Linked DNA regions of Sus scrofa: region 1 is linked to region 2. A link is a contact called in public Hi-C data. All regions are on one chromosome and are shown on one strand. The core of a region is the stretch at or near the end of the contact, and the rest is flanking DNA. Distances in the headings are between cores, read along the strand shown. Region 1 overlaps LOC110261615 (a long non-coding RNA gene). Region 2 has its middle 160 kb from the start of NR2F2.

Region 1 (2,700 bases), core at 194-2,693, 830 kb after region 2:
GCCAAAGGACACAGGCAGAGAATTGGAATTTCTTTTTTTTTTTTTTAAATCCTACTGAAAGGGGGCAAACTGGTGTCGTGGCTAGAGAAGGATGGGTCCTCTGCTGCCTGACGAATGATAAACTTGCATTCTCCAAAGTCATTTCTAATAAGAAAACAAAACAGAACTCATGGGCGAGAGTTGGTGAGCAGCCTGAATTTTGCAGGGAGGCAACTTTAATTGCCACACTGTCTGGCTTGGATGCCTGTGGTCCTGCGTGGTGTGTTTTAATAACAAACGCTTGTTCTAATGAATTAGCCTTATTAGGGGCTCCTCATATTCTTTCATAAAGAGCAGAGCTATTCTGAACTTCTGAATGCAACAGTCTCTTGATAGTCTCACACTGAAGGCTGTACATGGGATTGCATTTCCTCTTCTGTATTTTCATAAGGCCCATATATATATTTTTTTTTCATGGCAAGAGAGAGAGCATCAGAAAGATAAATATTGATCTTGCAGGTACAGGCCATATACAAATCCAGGACCATTAAAGATGCTTACAGAATTACTATGCTAAAAATGTATTTGTGTTTCCAGCTGAACAATCCGGATTTTAGTCCAGTCACCTCCTGCATATTTTTTTGATCCACTTGTGGCATTGGATAAAACAGATTCATTAGCTTTGATTAACCTTCTTTAACTAGAGTTAAAAACCTGCTGTAGGCAGCTCAGCTACCAGTGCAGCTTTAAGATACTTTATCATGTTTAAGACCCAATTACTGTTGCACTGAATAAGAATAAAACATCACAATAAAATGTGGAACAAACAGCCACTGTAACGTGCACAGCAAATAATCATTAATTTATAACAGCAACTTTCTCATTTCTATGGTTCCTCTGATGGCTGCATTTAATTCAAGTTGAAGACTCTGGAATCTGATGCTGATATAAGAAACTAGTTCTCGTGCCTCATTGACTACTGACTTATTTTTTTTCCCTCTGTCTTACAGCTTGCGTTTGGAGTCTCAGAAGGCTCTTTTTAAAAGTTTAAAATAAAATGGACAGAAAAGGGGAACTCAAGTTGAAACAGATTCTGTAGAACTAGGACTGTATGACAGAGAGAAAGAGAAAGAATTGAAGTTTGATGGTGTTGGAACTTCAGAATTTTAAAATGATTTGTCAATAATTGGAAACACTACTAGTTAGAAATGGTAAATATTAAAGAAACCCAGGCAAATAAAATTAGCATTGAGCTAATTAAAAGAGTTGTTCATACAGGATCTGCAAACTTTTTAAGAGCTACTACGGGGTCCATGCTATACATCTTGCATAGAAAGAAACAGAGCAAGAGAAAAGTCCAGCACATGATGAGTTAATTTTGGACAGGATTTGACTGAACCGGGAATAATGAACAGTGAGATACTGCAGCTTTCAGGCAAAACAGAGTAACAACAATTAAAAAAGAGAGAGAGGGAATAAAGGGAAAAAACAATCTCCAGTCAGTTAACTAACAAGAGCAGTCCAGCGTTTGAAACAGATAAAAACAGAGGCCACCAGGAACGCTGCTGTTACTGCTTCTTGCTTTGTGCCTGGATGTGGAAAGCATACAACATTTGTGAGCCAACTGTCTGTGGGGTTCTTCTCATCTGCTTTAAAATATTTGGTTTTGCCGTATTTCCATAATAACCACAACCGCACTCTCCCCTCTGAAAACCCCCCACAACAACAGATGTATGTTCTAAAAGGAAATAGAGACACTGATATAATCAGACACTAGTTAGAGGGCTTTCATACTAAATTCTCCAGCAAATTCACAACAACAAAAAACTCTCAACCATGGATGGAATTAATCTAAGATCCTTGATTATCTAAAGTTCTCAAAGTTTTCATTTTGCATTTTGTTTGTGAATGTATAGTGCTTTATTTATCAAACTGCAGCATAATTTTCCCTTCAGTTTGAGGCTGTGATTGTGAAACAAATAAATTGAAACTTATGGGCCCTGTTCCCTCCAAATTTAGTTCCATTATCACTTTAAGAATGCGCACAACTTGATACAAAAGGGATGTATGGCACTGGTTACTGAGTTGCTAACTCAGCAATATGTTGGTTGTTTCATGGCTGTGTGTGTGTGTGTGTGTGTGTGTGTGTGTGTGTGTGTGTGTGTGTGTGCATGTGTATGAACTATATGGCAGCAAAACAGCTTCCAAATATTTAAAATGTTTTCTTTGAAAGTAAGAAATAAGAATGAAATTTTGCAAAATTAAAAAAAAGACATTTTAAATAAGGACATACTTTAAAATAAGTTGGAATGGAATAAGAGTGATTTTTAAAATATCATTTGTCAATATTACAACTCTATCATAGCTACAGCTTTCTAGTATGTATTGATATGCACTTAAAATATATTATGTGTCCCACATAAAGCTAGATATTCCAAGGCATAACAGAATATGAAATGTATCTGACTGTTTTCAGCATTAGTTTTGGTCATAGTGCTATAGCCCCTGTGTTTGACTTGGAATAGTTTTAGTCAATCTTCTTCCTCTGAACATGCTCTTAGAATAAGTCCATATCAATAAACTATAGTTGGGGAGGAAAGTAGAATTGAGTTACAAAAAAATTCTTATGGTGAGGATCTTTTTGGCTTCCTGCCTCTGTATATTTCTAACCTTAGAAGCTGGAACCACTTAACCCCAACCTACAGGTCCAGCCCTGAAATG
Region 2 (2,743 bases), core at 157-2,656:
TTCCAAGAAAATATTTGTCCTGGAAAATTTCAAGGCTTGTTATCAAAGACCCTAACTTTCCCTGTCTTATGCGGTTACTGTGAAGTTCAAGTGTGAGTATCTATCCATCTATCTACGAAAGTACTTGTAATTGGTGAAGATCCACACTGTATTAAGTTATTATAATCGCATTTCTTTCCACTGAAAATGCTAATTTTTATCTCACCTGATAATTGTTTCCAAATAAGATTATCTCACATGGTAGTACATTTTCACTGAGAAATAATTGACAAAAAGCGTTGTATTAATTTTAGGTGTATGACATAATGATTAGATATTTGTATATATTGCAGAATGATCACCACAATAAGTCTGGTTAACATCCACCACCACACATTGTTACGATTTTTTTCTTGTGATCCTTTTTTTTTTTTTTGGTTTCCTTCTTGCTTTTTTTTACCCCTTTATGTTTTTGTTTCTTTTCTATTTCTGTTGGAAAAATTATTCCTTTGGAAATCTTATATCAGGAAAAACATTTTTAGAGAAGGGAGAGTTCCTCAGATTTTAAAAGAGGACTTTTTTTTTTTTTTTAAACTCAAAGCTCTTAATCTAATAAACCTCTTTATCTAATCAATTAAGCCTTTCATACAAATACTCAACTGATGCTTGGGTAGAATACGTATTCATTTCCAGTCACATGAGGTCTTATCAGTTATAATACAGAAAAAAGAATTAGTCACTCTCCAGTTGTAAGAGGATACCTCTGGGCTTATTCATTTTTCTGGAAATATTTTGGGGGGGGGTGGATCTGAAAGCTTATGAAGTAAACAGGTTGTTTTGTTCAGGAACCCTTCTCTGAAATAGTTAGCGGGGTTCATCTGATGACATTAACTTTGGGTGGTAATTTCCATGATGTCAAGGGCACGATGGAGATGGAAGAGGGATTAAAGCCAAGTTGAACAATCAAAGCATTACAGTAAATTGACTTGACTTGGCAGACTGAACCTCAAGTTGGCACCTTTTCACCACCTAATCCTATACAACTCAGGTCTGCCGACGTGGTTAGGCTACTTTCAAGTGGCCACAAGAGGTGAAGCAAGCGAAGTGGGAACTTTAAGATGCCGTGTAGGTGTGGGAGACCTCCAGGACCAACTTGCCATCCAGAGCACCCAAAGAATAAAACATTATGGACCCAGTTCTTTGTTCTTTTTTTTTTCTTTCCCCCCAGAACCTTTCAAAAATAAACTTAGTTTCTACTTATCCTCCTTCCACCCACTCTCAAAATTTCCCAGATATGCCTTTCTCCTAAAACCTTTTTAGTTCCTCCTGTGATTATTAACTCTTCTGTGAAAGAAGTCAGGTTTGCCCAGGAACTTCACTGAATAAAGATGAGTGTATATTTTAAAAAGGAAACAGCTGGATGGCAAAAGCCAGGGAGGGAGGCAGCTCTTGTTTCATTAGCAAAGGGAAGTTCAAGTGCTGGAAGAGAACTGGCCGGCAGCCACGGCGGGGAGAAAAAGGAAACACACGATCATAAAGAACTAATCATGAAAAATGGAAAGTGAGGACGGGCCAAGAACAACAAGAAATAAATAGATTTGGAAGGGGGAAAAAGACGAAGACGAGTGCAAAGCCATCTCAGGAAAGGGGCAATGAGAGCATGTGCGTTTCATTTGAAAAAAAAAAAAATTAATTCTGAAAATCATTAATGTGTCCTATGGAAAAAGATAACTTTTCAGGCCCAGGCTTCATTTCTTTTGTGCCATTTCAGAGTCTATTTCAGTGTATGGGAAAACAAAATAGAATTAGAGGGAGAAATTTATAATGGACTGGAGTGGTCTTTTTTTTTCTTCTTCTTCTGTTTTTTGTTTTGTTTTGTTTGATTTTTAATTTCTGCCTTATGGTAGGGAAAGGAAGCAATTAGTTTGGCTATGTAAGGTCAAAGACTACATCCAAACTGATAAAACAAGTGTTTCTAAGTGTAACTCACACAAATCCTAGCCTTAATTAGAGTTATCATACATATCTCTATCTGTGCAGTAATCACCTTATGCCTACTGCATATAATGGGAGAGTGATGGCTTAGGATTTACAGGTCTATCTCTAAATATTTTCAGATGAAATTAGCATTAATTTAAGGAAGACCCAAGAGGAAAACCAGACTCTAGTCTGTCCTTCATCTTGAAATCCGTTCAACATGATAAAATATACCAACATGGTCAATAGTCCAGACAATCCAAGAGAGAAGATATTTTTAAAAAACATTTTGAAGTTTTATATCAGTTACAGGCAACACTTTACCAATGAAGGGGTTGTTCTTTTATTGGGGGGGTGCTTATTAGCTCTTTTCTTTTTAAATTAGTTTTTAATAGCAGCATTTGTTTTAGGATGAAAAAAAAGGCATGGTGGTGAGTTTTGGAATGTACATTAATCTTGTTAATGACACCACACTGCATGGTTGGCAAAACAAGACTTTTGAATCAACCTGTTTTGTGTGTGTGTGTGTGGGTGGGTGTGTGGTAGCAATACTTGAGAAATAAGGCCAGGGAACAAGAGATACATGAAAAGTGCATGAAGACAGGATACAGGATTTCCTATGATTTTATGTAGCTCTTAATTAGGAAGCATATTGGCAGCAAATGCTAACATGTGTTAGGATGTTTAGTTGGAGCCAAATAAATGTTTTCTATTACGACTCTGAATCCCATGCCTCGTAGGAACCCGTGCAGTTCTGCTCACGGCTGACAAAATCCCGTTACAAGTC

What was found. A called contact is a pair of places that touch in the nucleus more often than the background predicts.
Region 1: a contact with region 2 is called in a Hi-C map of liver, with 1.9 times the contacts expected there. The contact joins two enhancer-like sites. A contact is called at or near these places in 2 of 47 Hi-C or Micro-C datasets (both in liver) and 1 of 2 datasets of contacts at active chromatin or transcription factors (skeletal muscle).

Annotation. Positions count from the first base shown.
Region 1 is chr7:84,072,953-84,075,652 of Sscrofa11.1, forward strand. The region is part of intron 1 of LOC110261615 (a long non-coding RNA gene); the gene reads right to left. Among named protein-coding and RNA genes, the nearest start is that of MCTP2, 890 kb to the right of the region's middle. Within about 2 kb of position 1,444, at least 6 of the 83 cell types and tissues checked have an H3K27ac peak or open chromatin away from gene starts, as enhancers often do. A contact at or near this core is called in liver, where this site is marked.
Region 2 is chr7:83,246,290-83,249,032 of Sscrofa11.1, forward strand. No RefSeq gene overlaps it. Among named protein-coding and RNA genes, the nearest start is that of NR2F2, 160 kb to the left of the region's middle. Within about 2 kb of position 1,407, at least 9 of the 83 cell types and tissues checked have an H3K27ac peak or open chromatin away from gene starts, as enhancers often do. A contact at or near this core is called in liver, where this site is marked.